Linked DNA regions of Mus musculus: all the other regions are linked to region 4. Evidence: chromatin contacts called from public HiChIP or PLAC-seq and promoter capture Hi-C data. All regions are on one chromosome and are shown on one strand. The core of a region is the stretch at or near the end of the contact, and the rest is flanking DNA. Distances in the headings are between cores, read along the strand shown. Region 1 overlaps Fbxo42 (F-box protein 42). Region 2 overlaps Fblim1 (filamin binding LIM protein 1). Region 3 holds the start of Spen (spen family transcription repressor). Region 4 has its middle 20 kb from the start of Fam131c.

Evidence for each region. Promoter capture Hi-C pulls out the DNA fragments that hold promoters and counts their contacts. HiChIP or PLAC-seq counts read pairs in DNA pulled down with a chosen protein or histone mark.
Region 1: a promoter capture Hi-C map of liver shows a contact between it and region 4. The contact joins two enhancer-like sites. A contact is called at or near these places in 11 of 39 promoter capture datasets (the 3T3-L1 cell line, the C10 cell line, the HPC-7 cell line and 7 more), 3 of 484 Hi-C or Micro-C datasets (B cells, ECoMG myeloid progenitors and nephron progenitors) and 3 of 115 datasets of contacts at active chromatin or transcription factors (all in embryonic stem cells).
Region 2: a contact with region 4 is called in a FOXA1 HiChIP or PLAC-seq map of pancreatic cancer cells. The contact joins two enhancer-like sites. A contact is called at or near these places in 3 of 39 promoter capture datasets (the C10 cell line, cranial neural crest and liver) and 3 of 115 datasets of contacts at active chromatin or transcription factors (craniofacial prominence, embryonic stem cells and pancreatic cancer cells).
Region 3: a contact with region 4 is called in a promoter capture Hi-C map of liver. The contact joins the promoter of Spen here to the enhancer-like site in region 4. A contact is called at or near these places in 4 of 39 promoter capture datasets (cranial neural crest, frontonasal cranial neural crest, liver and 1 more), 1 of 484 Hi-C or Micro-C datasets (liver), 1 of 115 datasets of contacts at active chromatin or transcription factors (pancreatic cancer cells) and 1 of 9 other capture datasets (adipose tissue).

The regions. Positions count from the first base shown.
Region 1 is chr4:141,174,565-141,178,112 of GRCm38.p6, reverse strand. All of the region lies in intron 3 of Fbxo42 (F-box protein 42), which reads right to left. Among named protein-coding and RNA genes, the nearest start is that of Fbxo42, 28 kb to the right of the region's middle. Within about 2 kb of position 1,477, at least 14 of the 459 cell types and tissues checked have an H3K27ac peak or open chromatin away from gene starts, as enhancers often do. A contact at or near this core is called in liver, where this site is marked.
Region 2 is chr4:141,573,390-141,577,031 of GRCm38.p6, reverse strand. It overlaps Fblim1 (filamin binding LIM protein 1), which reads left to right. Exons shown (of 9, transcript NM_001163256.1): 9 at 1-970. Among named protein-coding and RNA genes, the nearest start is that of Fblim1, 25 kb to the left of the region's middle. Within about 2 kb of position 1,466, at least 58 of the 459 cell types and tissues checked have an H3K27ac peak or open chromatin away from gene starts, as enhancers often do. A contact at or near this core is called in pancreatic cancer cells, where this site is marked.
Region 3 is chr4:141,536,729-141,540,057 of GRCm38.p6, reverse strand. Spen (spen family transcription repressor) reads left to right here and starts at 1,461. Exons shown (of 16, transcript NM_019763.2): 1 at 1,461-1,894. The coding sequence starts at 1,812. It overlaps Gm4123 (predicted gene 4123), which reads right to left. Exons shown (of 2, transcript NR_166589.1): 2 at 2,641-3,329.
Region 4 is chr4:141,346,098-141,349,557 of GRCm38.p6, reverse strand. No RefSeq gene overlaps it. Among named protein-coding and RNA genes, the nearest start is that of Fam131c, 20 kb to the left of the region's middle. Within about 2 kb of position 2,092, at least 24 of the 459 cell types and tissues checked have an H3K27ac peak or open chromatin away from gene starts, as enhancers often do. A contact at or near this core is called in liver and pancreatic cancer cells, where this site is marked.

The DNA of each region.
Region 1 (3,548 bases), core at 228-2,727, 170 kb after region 4:
CTGGCTTCCGAGGGCACTGAGTGCACATGATGCAAAGACATACATGCAGGGAAACACCATACATACACAATAAAAATTTAAAATCTTATAATAATAATTTTGAATCTATGCTAAATGAGTTACTTTGTCTTCACAACAAGAAAGTCTATTTTAGAGGGCTAGAAAGATGGCTCAGCGGTTAAGAGTACTAGCTACTCTTCCAAAGGTCCTGAGTTCAAATCCCAGCAACCACACGGTGGCTCACAACCACCCATAAGGAAATCTGATGCCCTCCTCTGGAGTGTCTGAAGATAGCTACAGTGTATTTACATATAATCAATCAATCCATCTTTTCTGAAGAAAGGAAGGAAGGAAGGAAGAAAGGAAGGAAGGAAGGAAGGAAGGAAGGAAGGAAGGAAGGAAGGAAGGAAGGAAGGAAGGAAGGAAGGAAGGAAGGAAGGAAGGCAGGCAGGCAGGCAGGCAGGCAGGCAGGCAGGCAGGCAGGCAGGCAGGCAGGCAGTCTATTTTAAAAATAGAGTCTAGCATGTTCTACAAAGCAAGTTCCAGCTCACAGCGTGAGCTCCTATCCCAAAATAAAATATAAATAAATAGAGTAAAAAGTAAGAGTCTACTAAAGTTCCATTGCTCACATTTGTTAAGAACTACAAATAACCAGCGGTTAAGTTAAAGGCTTGAGAGGGAAGAGGGTAACTCCCAGTGCAACACCTCCATTTCCATTAGGGACACTCAGCAGCTCCAGGTTATCTTGGTCTCACTGCACAGCTTGCCTTGAGCTTGTGGTGACCTCTTGAGCACTAGGAGGAGACGGGTATGGCTTACCCACCTGGCTTGTGGCAGACTCGGGATAGACAAGTAACTCCAGTGACAGAGCCACTGAGAGAACTACCTGACTGACAGTCCTCTAGAGCGTCTGAAGTGTAAACTGCTCTTCATTACAGTGGCACCTGGAAAAGTGAGTCCAGGCCAGCTCAGTGGGCAAAGGTGCTTGCTGTCAGGCCCGATGACCCAGGAACCACACGGCAGTATGTAAAATAAATGATGCTGCAAGTCCCTGATCTCCTTATAGGATTGTAAAGTCCAGCTTATGTCGCCTTCGTCTACACAGACTCTTCGTAGCAGCTTCCCTCATGTATCAAAAGAGCAGAGTGCCTTTATTTTTCAAAGAGATAGCAAACATTCTTCTCCTCTTTTTGGACTGAAAACCCAGCCAGTTGGGCCCCATGAGGTCCTTCACATGTATTTTAATCCTATACTAAAATAGTGCAGGCTGCACTTTCCTGCTTCTCTCTGAACAAACAAAGGTTTCTGAAGCAGGAAACAGGGCCGACAGTAAGGTACTGAAACACGAGTGACAGAGCTGAGTTTCAGTGACCGGTGAAGCTAGAGAGAAAAGAAAGCATCAATCTGGAACACAATGTTCAGAACTCAGATCTAACAGAGCGAGAGCACATCACACTACTGGACAGGAAGCACGCTTAGTCAATAAGCTCAAGGACAACAGTGCAAAGAATGAGTTCCAGGCCAGCCGAGGCTACATAGCAAGACTCTATCTCAAAATTCAGAAAGAAAATAGACATCCCAACAGTCTAGCAAGCACCCCAATCACTCTGCTTACTGCCTGCTTGGATGAGACTGTGTGGTGACAGCAGCGGGAACGCCCCACGAGATGAGGACAGTGAGCAGGTCTCAGTCCTTCCCAACCTTGCTGTTTTCTCAAGTTCTCCACCCAAGTAGGTTTTCCTTCCACAACATCCAGACCCCTGGAATGTCGCACAGTCAGAGCTCACAGCAGTGTGAGTACTGCACTAAGATTGTAGAACCTGTGTATCCCACCTGTTAAATTCCCAAACTTGTACACGAACAACTATAACAAAGACACTTATCTCAAGTCGCCAACACTATCCAGGCAAAGCCAACAGTTCTCCACAGACCACAATAGTTTTCTACTGAACTACAATCATCTTAGGTGCAAGATTTTCAGGAATCTGGATTTCTACAGTGTCTGAGCAGTCCCCAATGGTCCCTGGGTGAGCTGCACACTCTTTTAACGTTCAGACGTTCAGATGTTAAACTCCCTACTGTCACCAGGGAAAGGCCCTGAGGCGTTTATCCCATGCTGGAAGAAGCGATGCTGTCATGTGTCTCCCAGCTACAAGCTGGAACATATTTGATAAGGCCTGTAATTACATAACTCAAGACAGCCAAGGGTGGGAATCCAGCCTGGGCATGCAGGCTCCCGCAGGAGCCAGATCAGCAGTGTGTGGAACTACCTGACTGTATGAGAATCCTAAACACTTCAAGGCTTACAATGTTGGGAATTGGCTATAGTAATCTGACAAGAGTATCCGCCATTTACCAAGGCTGTCATGATTAGGCTTGCAGACATTCACCAAGTGAAACTTCACCTGCCTTTTCTGTCCCTGGCTTTTTTTTTTTTTAATTTTTTTATTAGGTATTTTCCTCATTTACATTTCCAATGCTATCCCAAAAGTCCCCCATACCCTCCCCCTCACTCCCCTACCCACCCACTCCCACTTTTTGGCCCTGGCATTCCCCTGTACTGGGAAGTTTGCAAGTCCAATGGGCCTCTCTTTCCAGTGATGGCCAACTAGGCCATCTTTTGATACATATGCAGCTAGAGTCAAGAGTGTCCCTGGCTTTTAACATAGGAAAGATCTTGTGCTTGACATATATTTATTATGCCTATGGCTTTTTAAGTTTTGTTTTGTTTTGTTTTTTCCAGGTGTGTGTGTGCATCATGGCACATATGTGGAAGTTGGATAATTTTCAGGAGTTGGTTCTCTCTGTTGTGTGGGTCCTAGTAATTGAACTTTGGCTTTTAGGCTTGTTGGTAGGTACCTTTCCCTGATAAACCATATTTGTTGCTGTTTAAGCCTACAAATCTTGACAATTATTAAAATCTGTTAATACTGATGGAGGAGATACTCAAATAGACTTGAAGGATTCACTAGTAGATCTGCTTTGGAGACATCAAGAAACAAACCAGAACTTAACTAAGGGCGCTGCCTCCCAAACACTCAAAGGATGTATGGTGTGCTGGCCAGGCCTGCCACAGGGTCACAGACCATGTACAGTCCTGGCACCCTCAGTTCTCTTCCTGAGAAAAGCATAATTCTGTCAGATGAATAACAACTATTTGAGAAAGAATAACACTGGTATACTAAAACAATTCTGCCAGTATCTTTGCTGAGTAGAAGTCCCATCTGCCTAAGTGGCTAGATTTGAACTTCTGACCCTGTCTAAATTGTTCAAAGTGTGAATGGGGCTAGGGGAAAGGGGCTGGGACCAGAAGGAGATGTAAGGATGATGTAAGGGGTATGTGAAATTCGTAAGCCTAAGTAAGATGCATGTAAGCTAGAAGATCTTCTATTTGAGGCTGGTTCCTCTTGGGGCATTAGCCACAGCCCAACATTCTTTAAAGAGCTTGTTCCTTTATTAATCTCCAAGTGTGTGGAGTGATTTCTCATTGGAAAGGCATAGTCACTCTAGAACTAGCCATGAACTACAACTAGGTGCTAAGTCCAAGG
Region 2 (3,642 bases), core at 217-2,716, 230 kb before region 4:
ACGCTTACACTCAGGCACACACACATACATTAAAAAAAAAAAAACAATTTAGCCATGTCTAATGGCAAACACCTTTAATCTCAGTACTTGGGAGGCAGAGACACATGGATCTCTGCATTTGAAGGCAGCCACAGCTACAATCTTAAAATGCACAAACTACTGGGGTTTGGTGGTGCAAATCTGTGATCCCAGTGCTGGGGGAAATTGCCAGAAGCTTGCGACCTGCTTAGACTTCATAGAATTCCCAATCAGTTTTGGCCACATTCAGAGATTTGTCTCAGAAAATAATAATAAATCATAAGTGCATAGAACGTGAGGTAGCGGCGACCCAGCCTTCCTTCCTGTAGAATCCGTGCTGAGCTGGGCTCAGGATGGGAGGGAGGATGGTCACGTGCCTCTGCTTGCTTCCACACCCTGTGAGCTCCTGTGAGGGGCTCCCAGACCTGGATTAAGAGCCTTTGATTTGCTAAGGAACAAGTTCGAGGCTGAGCCTCCTTCCTCCAGACTTTACTGGGGCTCTGGCCTCTACAAGTGCGCGCACGCGCGCACACACACACACACACACACACACCAAAGAGGCTAGGGAAAGAAGTCACATCTCTTTGGTCTCCCATGTGTGCCACCCAGCCTCCACTTCAGCTTTGCTGCTAGGCTGCCCGTAACCACTGTCTCTGTGAAGCCACACCTAGAACATTCTCCCTCTTAAGGAAATTCACTTTAAGGCAGGCAAGATGATTCAGCTGGTAGAGGTGCTGGCTTCCAAGTCTGATGGCCGGAGTCCTGTCTCTGGGACCCACAGTGAAGGAGAGAGCCAATTCTATAAGTTGTCCTCTGGTTTACACCTGCATACCAAGATACACGTTTGTGCACACACATCTAATAGAGATAAAATGTAAAGTAGAAAAAAAATCATTTTTGTGCTTTGTAACTTCTAAGTTGCACACAGAAAAAAATAAACATATGTTCTTTCCTTGTGTCTTGTTTTTGTCTGGGGTGGGGGGAGTTGGTTGTTTTTATTTGGGGGTTTTGTTTCAGTGAGATAGTGTCCTGAGTATCCCAGGCTGACCTTGAACTAACTATATCGTCCTGGATTGCCTTGACTTCATATCCCTTGTCTCCAACTCCTATATTCTGGAATTCTAGGAATCGAACCCAGAGCCTCATGAGGCTTCGTTTTAAATATATGGGTAACTGGGGGTGGGGGGTGTCGCAGTGATTTGAATACACTTAGCATGTATGTACTTGACTGGCTTCTGTCCCCAGCACCAAATTATATAAATATATACATATATGAATTAATTAAAGGGAAGCTGATAAAGTGGTGACGTGCATTGGGACTCCTGTGAGGGGACATGCATTACCCCGCTTAGGGGTCCTGGGAAACTAGGCAGTAGTTTGCAAGTTGCAGGTTCTGGGCTGCGTCAAGGCAGATGTGGCGTTCAGCCGCTAGGGGGCAGCATGAGCCAGCGAGTTGATACCCGGAGCCAAGGTTCTCTGGCTTCTCACCAGCTTCTCAACGCGTAGGGTTCTCAATGCTCATATTTCGGAGAGAGAAAACATCCCAAAAGAGTGACGTGGTCATGAAACTTTTCCACCTGTCTCAGGAATGCGGCCTCTCGAAAGGAGACCTGCGGCCGGAGATTAAGCCAGTCGCTGGCCCAAACTGTCACCTGTTTGGAGGGGATGCCCGGAAATTCAAGAATGAGACCTGGGAACTTGGACTCTGAACAAAGGACCATCAGGAGTTGCTGGGGAGCGCTGAACTTGCCCATGGCCCTGTGCCAGGGTCCCTCTCGCCTGAGGCCACACCCAGGTGCTTGGAGTATGACCTCACTAGCATGTAGAGCCTGTTGCTGCCTATTCAACCAGAAAGACCTTCAGAGGGGACCAGGTGATGGCTGAGCAGGCCTGTGCATGCCAGAAGTACCGGAAGGAAGTGGAGGCAGGAGGAGCCAAAGTTTAAAGTTATCTTTGAGGACATAGTAAGTACCAGGTTGGCCTGAGGTACTTTGAGACCCCGTCTGGAACGGATATAAAGAGGTATAGGGTGTGTGGCACACACCTGTAATTCCAGAAATGGGGGGTCGGGGGCGCAGAGGACGGAGGATTGCTTAGAGTACAAGGCCACCCTGTAATACGCAGAGAGACCATGTCTCAAAAACAGACAAGCTGGGGCGGTGGTGGCCTACACCTTTAATCTCAGGGGAGGCAGAGGCAGGCAGACCTCTGTGAATTCGGGACCAACCTGGTCTACAGAGTAGATTCCAGGATAACCGCGGGTGCATTGTGAAACCCTGTCTCAAAAAACAAACAAGAAGGGCCTGCAAGATGGCTCAGTGGGCAAAAGCTCTTGCCACAACGCCTGACAGCCAGAGTTCAGAGTTCGATTCCCCAGCACTGCATAAATCAGGAGTGGAAGTGCCTGAGTGTGGTCTAGCACTAGGGAGAGGAGGCGGGAGGACCAGAACTTCACTCTCATTGTAGAAATCTCGAGGTCAGCCTGGAATGCATGAGACCAATGTTTCTCAACACCTAAACAAACAAATAAATAAATGGACAAAAACCTGAAGGTCATTTGTTTATATATTTTTAATTTGTTTTTATTTTATAGGTATGCCTGCAAGCATATCTGTGCACCTTGTGCTTTGAGAAACCAGAAGAGGATACCAGGGCACCTGGCACTAGAGTTACAGGACATTGTGAGCTACCAAGTGGGTGCTGGGAATCGAACCTGGGTCCTCTGGAAGAAGAGTCAGTGTTCTTAACCAGTGAGCCATCTCTCCAGCCCCACAAAGCCTTTTTCTTTGCATTTATTTATTTCTGTGGAGGAGTAACTGCATGCCACAGCTCAATTGTTCCTACATGTGTGTGTGTGTGTGTGTGTGTGTGTACAACCTGCAGTTCTCTCCTTCCGCCAATGAATTCTGGCAATCTTAAGACTTGGTGCCAACTGCCTTCACCTCTGATCCATCTCACTAACCGTATGTGTGTGTGTGCGTGTGTGTGCCTGTGCACATGCCTGTGTGTGTGTCTGTGTCTGTGAGCGTGCACGCACACACATGTGTGTGTTGCTGCAGCAGCTGGACATTACAAAACCATATTCTCAGCCCTGAGAAGGGAAGCATTTGATGTGTTCGGTCCTTGAAAGAGCTTAGCCCAGCCCTTGAACTTTAGAGTGTTTTGCAATGTCCTCTGCTCCCCAAGAAAAGGCCTGGCATCCGGTGTGTGTGAATCACACTTCTCAGAGGCTGGACTGTGGACTGAACCCTTTCATGACCTGCCTTGTGTGGAAAATGCCTGGGCCTTGGTCAAAAGCTATGAGCTGTCCACACAGCACATTCTTCTTGCTGGTGGCTGGATCCCAGCTTTTCCCCTTGTCTGGAAGCTGTTTTATAGCTCTGTAAAAGGCAGGTGGGTAAAAATCCTGTCCTGTCTCGGTAGGTTTCCCAACACCTTCCCCTTGTGGAGAAACTGATATCTGTTAGCACACAGATTTCTCCATAGCTGTTCTAAACTGTGCCGTGTGGCTGCTCTTGGAGCCGAGGACAACTCCCACCCAGCTTTTCCTTCCTTATATGGGGCCGGAACCTGTGTCTTCTGAGAGTCTGGGGTCTACCAATGAGCTAGCCTGGAAAATTTTCA
Region 3 (3,329 bases), core at 212-2,711, 190 kb before region 4:
ACACACACACACACACACACATATCTCAAGATATATATGTATATATATATATACATATATACAGACACACACACACATATATATCAAGATATATATATATATATATATACATATATACAGACACACACACACACATATATATATCAAGATATATTATATACATATAAACTTAGGCTATATGGCAGACTAAAATGAACAAATAATAAAAAATAAACCCTAGTACTTTTTATGGAACAAAAGAAACAATTATGTGACCCCAAATATTATTGCTATTATTTATGATTTTTTTCCAATTCAAAATACTGCCTGTTCGGTTGGTGAAGTTATATGGTAGCCGAGGTCTACAGTCTCAGTCCTGAGAGGTGGGCACAAAACTAGAAGTGTGAGACTAGCCTGAGCTATATAAGACCCTTTCTCAAAAATATAAACAGTGGCTCTGGAAGACCCTTTCAAATTAAGCCAAACAAAGAAAACACTACCAAGAACTGGGAATGTAGCCTAGTGATATATTAACACACCTTGTTGGACGCGGGCGAGGTCCTTAGGTAGAACCCTAATTTGTGTGTACTGCACACTTTGTAGACCCTAAGGGCACAACGAAACAAAAAGTGTAGGCTGTACCCGAAGCACCATTTTATTTTTGTGTATGAAAAATTAAAGTATGAGTTGCTGACGGTTTTAATGAGTTAAGATTTTTTTTTTCTGTTACTCCACAGTGGCCTTTTGCGGTTTTATCTTTCTGAAAGCCGGCCTTACATGAAAGGTCAACTGCCAGTTTCAAAAGTCTGGAAGGGCCGGAGGTCTAATACTCTCTGTTTAAAAAACCAACTATTCCAAACCTTCCGAGGGGAAACAGTATGGAATGTCTGTATCCTTTCAGCTTTAATTCTTGTGTGTACTGTAATCATGAGCAAAGACATCTTGCAGAAGGTTTCGCAAGCTCCTATATAAAAAGTTGCTTAATGTTACAAGCCAATGATTCTTGGGAGGGATGGGTTTCTCTGCAGCGCTGGTCCCTTGTCTGGGCGGTGAAAAGGGTGGCCTGGTCCCGACCACTTTCCCAAGCAGGCGGGGAATCTAGGCGTCCGGAAATGGTCAGGGGCGGGCCGTAGGGCAGACAGGCATAGGGACTTTGGCCTCTAGAAACCTCTTGGCGTGGAAACTAACCGGGTTCTCTTGTGTTTCCCCAGAGCAACGCCTGACCGCAGGCAGAAGCGGCCCCATCCTCCCCCACCCCGACGCCTCCGGCGGCCGGCCTCCCGGCCTCCGGCGCGCCTGCGCACTAAGCTGACTGCGCGGGCGCCGCTTCCCGGCTCCGCATTCCTCCCCCTTCCGAGCTCCGCGCGCCTGCGCGCCGGCTGGGAGGCCCTCCGCGTCGGGGCGGGAGGACGCGCGCGCGCCCGCGGCCAGGGGGCGGTGGCCAGGCGGCGGGAGGCGGGCCGCGCGCGCCGGTGGGAAGCGTCCGGCAGCCACAGCGCCGGCTCCGTCGTAGTCGCGGCCGCCCGGGTCTCGCTCGCCCCTCCTCCCGCTCCCCCGCCCGCCGCCGCCCGCGCGCATGCGCCGCCGGAGCGCGAGGGTCGGCTTCGGGTGTTTGGTGGCGGCAGAGCGGAGCTGCGAGGCCCGAGAGTCAGAACCTGGGGGAGAGGGATGGTCTCTGCACCGGGGGGAGCCGGAGGAGCCGCCGCCGCTGCCGACGCCACCGCCGCAGCCGCCGCCGCCGCCGCCCCGGCGCCCGCCTCCCTGCGCTGACGGCCGCGTACGAAGCCGGCGAGGGGGAGCCAGCCACCGCGGTCGCCGGCACACCGCCCAGCATGGTCCGGGAAACCAGGCACCTCTGGGTGGGAAACTTACCGGAGAACGTGCGGGAAGAGAAGATCATCGAGCATTTCAAACGGTGAGTGACACGAGGCCCGGAGCCGCGCTGGCACCTCGGGCGCCTCTCCGGCCCGTTGCTGGCCACCGGCAGAGCGGCGACGCGCGGCTGGCTCCGGCGCTCTGGGCGGGCGGCTGCTGTGCGGCCACCGAAGGAGCGGGAGCGCTGGGGGGCTGCGGGATCGCCTTTTTGCGCGCCGCCTCGCAGTCCAGCGCGACTGGCCGGGGCCCCGAGCGCCCGCAGAGCCCGGGCTGTGCGGACGCCGCAGCCGCGCTTGGCATCGTGCGGCACCGGGAGGTGGCAGGCACCCGGAGCAGTGGCCGCTCTCCGGAGATTCGTGCAGCGGCGGATGCTTCAGCTCTCTGCGCGGCTGGGCGGAGCGGGCTGCCTGGCGCTCGGCGGCGGCTAAATGGGCTGCCCGTGTCCCGGAGCTCGCGGGGAAGGGAGCGCGAACGCCAAGCTTGGCGCTGCGGATGCATTCCCGCGCCGCGCTGGTGACCGAGCGTTTTTTTTTTTTGTTTTTGTTTGTTTGTTGTTTTTTTTTTTTTTACAATAGACCCTTCACCTCGAATTCGTTAGTGAAGTAGCCAAAAAGTGCAAAATTTTAGCGATTAGGTATGACTTTTCGGTTTCTCTAAATACTTTTTGCTTGTGGAAGGAAAAGAAGTAAATGCTGCTTTTCATACCCGTTGGTAGCATTTAGCGCTTATTTGCTCCCAGAAACGCGTGTCCGGGTAACTGGTAGAGGCCTCAGCATGCAACCCCACTTACAATGAGAATTTATTCATACTTTCCGCACATTGAGAAAGAACGTAGCAAATCTGCGATCGCCTGTGGAAATTCACTTCTCCTGATATCCAATACCCTGGAAGGTTCCAAGTTGGGCGTACTCTGAATTCCCACTATCCAGTCGGTGCAGGGAATATAATTAGGAGAAGGAACGTCCTCACATTAGAGTCAACCTGGGAAAATGGGTTGTGTCGCCCGGTCTAGAACCTCTTTGGTGAGGCCTGGGAAGCGTGAGCGCCTTCCTTTCTCTCTCTCTGATGGAGGGCCATTGATTCTGTTGGCCGTTGCTCTGACCGGGGGTATTAAATCTTCGCCTCCGGGGCGCGCGTGTGCGCGTGCCCGCGTGTGAAAAGGAGCTGGGTATAGTGAGGCCATTCATAACCTGCCGGGATGTCCTCCGCAGGCCTGGGGGAGGTGCGCGCTGCCTGGGACTCCGGGTGTTTACTACGTTGTGTCTGAGACACGGGAGAGGGGGAGGTCCGGAGATGGAGTGTTGGCCGGGGTGCCCGGGGATGAAAGGGGACTGCAGCAGCTGGAGCGCCAGCAGATGGGAACTTTCTCTGCCCGTGCTGCTCCACCCCTCGGCTCGGGTCTCTGCCCTCTAGTAGCAGGTCCTCAGCGTGGAGAAGATAGCACTCCGCTTTCTTAGGTTCTGGAGTGGAAACCC
Region 4 (3,460 bases), core at 843-3,342:
GGGAGAACCTTGGGATCTGGACTCGGGTCCACCTTCCTTTGCAGCCACAGAGCAAGCCTGTCTACCTGGCTGGGACCTGCTCCTTGCTAGCAGTCAGTGCAAGGCTGCTGGCTCAGCTTCTGAACGGAAAACGGCAGGAGGGTCCCTCTGAGGTCCCTCCCGGGATGCTGGCCCCGGACACAGAAGCAATGCTGAAGATTGGCATGTCCAGCAAAGCCACGGTAGGACCGAAATGCACCGGGACTCTGCCCTGTCACGTCTGAACGCAAATTCATAAAAGAACACACTCTAAAGCACAGGAGAATCCAACATCCCCGATCCTGGCTGGACGGGTGACAGTGCCTTCAGCTTCACTTCGTGGCTCTTCCTTTTAGATTAAAAAAAAAAAAATCTCTAAGATCCCCAGTCAGAGTTGCCTCTGCTCTGTGATGACACATGACCCAGAGCAAAGCCCCACTTCCTCACACCCCCGAAGCAGCCCGCCCTCACAAGCCAAGGTCGTCTAAGTCCTGTCAAAGGGGGCTCAGATGCCCCGAGTTTTCCAGGTGTGCGTTCCCTGAGTTCCAAGCAACAGTGGAACCTGCAAGGCGCGGACCTGGTCCTTACGACCAAACAAGGCCTGTTCTGTTGGGTCCCATTTCGTTGATGTTTTTGGAGCTGGGAGCCAGGGAAGTGTCAACCTCCAGTGAAGCATGACGGGGCCTGGGAGGGACCTTAATCTCCATGGCTGCCAGGAGGCCCATTTCCAGGATCTGAGACAAGAGAGCCGTTCCTACAGCACCTGCCAGTCCCTGGCCACCAAAGACTAAACATGAGATGTGACACTCCTGCCAGTCCCCCACTCCACCCCCCGGGTTCCTATGGCAGACGTCTGCGAGCATTGAGAAGCTGAGGAAAGAACCGAACAGAAGGTTCAGAGTCTGGAGATCTGGCTCTGTTTTGCCTCTGCCTCTTTTGTCTTACAATCTGCACCTTAGTTTTTCCATCCGCACAATGGGCAGGATGCAGTTAAGTGAGATAAATGATTGCTAGCTGGCTCCCCATCTGGCTCTGCCTCTCGAGTCCTGGAGTAGACAGGTGGAAGTCTGGCCTCCCCTTCTTGACAATGCCCCTGAGAAGTTAGCCCAAGATGACTCTGGGCTGGACTGAAGAGCAGACGAAGGTTCAGGTGGGTCTCATAGGTCTTCACTCACCAGACTCCTGACTGGGGAAGCAGTATGGCGGAGATCTTTGCTGAGAGATCAGGGTTCAGGGCTATGTCCTTCCTCCGTGTCCCTCCTTGTTCCCAGCTCGGGGCCCATGTCCAAGGCAAACAGGACGGAGTGGAGGTGCCACAGGAAAGCCAGGCAGAGCCTCAGGGCTCGTCGTCTTTGTTGCAGGATGAGGACGCTCTGGCGGGGGAGGTGGAGGAAGAAACCTTTCTATAAGTTCTTTCAGCTCTAAATCCTGCAGGGGGATGTGGTGTCCTCCGCTGTGCCCTGGGCCAGAGGGAAGGAAGGAGTCTAGCTACGGGACCCAGGTGTGAGCCAAAGACTGTGACCTTTCCAGAAAGGAAGGCCCCAGTGTAGAGATCAAGGGAGCTAGATTTCCTTGGAGCCCAGGTCCTCCACCCACTCCGGTCTAGAAGAAGAAAGTGGGATTCCTAAAGCTTGACAGAGTACAGACCCTCTCCTGTGCCTTCCCCAACCCGAGCCACCTTCTCTCCGCCATTCATTGACAAATGCTGGTCCCTTTGCCTGGACCACCTCCTCCCTCCTCCAGCCCTGTTTTGCCTGATGCCTGTTCCTCATTCTTGCAACCTCAGCTTTAATTTGCTTCCTCCAGGAAGCTTTCCCTGTTAGGCTCCTGGTTGCTAGGTTTCTCAACCCTGACCATGATGGCTTATAGCTTCCGGTCTGTTATCTTCCTGGTATGTGTGTGGGGTCAGGGGCAGCCTGTGTCATTCACCACTGAATTCCCGTGCGGAGCCTGGTTTACACGTGGCACCAAGTGAGTGCCTGGCACTGAGCGAGACAGCAGACTGTAGAGCAGAGGGCTCCCCAGGGGCCTTCAGTTGGAATGGCTTGTCCTTGACATAGTCACGTGTAGGGCTTAGAGACTAAGGAGCCAGAAGTGGTTACATAGAGGCCACGTGGGGGCTGAGGTGTAAGCTGGGCAAAGGTAAGGACAGACTAGTGTGAGGTAATCGTTTCAAATGGGGCTTTCCAGTAACAGAACTGTCTCGGGGCCCCACATCTCTGCTGAGGAAAACCTAAATCCCAGTTTGTTTGTTTGTTTGTTTGTTTGTTTGTTTGTTTGTTTTTAATTTACTTATTTTATTTTACATAAGTGAAAATTTTGTCTCTAGGTATATATGTGTACCACATGCATGCCCTGTCCCCCCAGAGGCCAGAAGAAGGTATGAGACCCCCTAGAATTGAAGCTAATGGATGGTTATGAACCACCAAGTAGATGCTGGCAACTGAACCCAGGTCCTCGGAAAGAACAACACAAGCTCCAAACCTCCGAGCCAGCTCTCCAGTCGGCCCAAGACTCACGGTTTTAAAACACTGTTCATGCGTTGCCTGCATCGATATCTGTGTACCACGTGTGTCTGGTGTCCTCAGAGGCCAGAAGAGGGCATCAGGTCCCCTGGGCTTGGAGTTACAGATGGTTGGGAGCTCCTACGTGGGTGCCGGGACCTGAACTTTGAGTTCTCTCTCTGCAAGAGCAGCAAGTGCTTTGAACCTCCGAGCCAGCTCTCCAGCCCTGGTTAGCAAGCCCTTAAGAAAATTGTCTATGTGTGTGTGTGTCTCTGTGTGTTTGTGTGTGCATTTGTGTATGTGTGTTGTGTGTGTGTGTGTGTCTCTGTGTGAATTTGAATGTGTGTGTGTTTGTGTATGTGTGTTTGAGTGTGTGTCTGTGTGTGTGTTTGTATGTGTGTGTGTTAGTGTGTATGTGTCTGTGTGTGTTTGAGTGTGTGTGTGTGTTTGAGTGTGTGTGTGTGTGTGTGTGTGTGTGTGTGTGTGTTGGGGGGTAGGTTTCAACAGATTGTACTGAAGCAACTGGATATAATTCACACACACAACCGCGAAGTTCCTTCTCTACTGCACACCCGCATGGCATTCACCATTCACACACAAGGAGAACGGGGGCCCTCAGGGCTACAATTACTGCCCTATAACACAGGCAGGTGAGAACAGGGTGTCACTGCTCCGTCCCATACTCCCAGCACTTGGGAGGTGGAGGCAGGAGGGCTGGAAACACAAGATCACCAACATCATTCTCAACTACAGGAAAATTTAACTCCAAGCCGGGTTTGGTGGGACAGGTTGTTAATCCCATCACCCAGGAGGCAGAGGCAGGCAGATCTCTGTGAATTTGAGGCCAGCCTGGTCTACAGAGTGAGTCCAGGAAACCCAGAGCTGCTAAGAGAGAAACCCTGTTTTGAAAAGCTCAAAGGGGGGTCTGGTGAGATGGC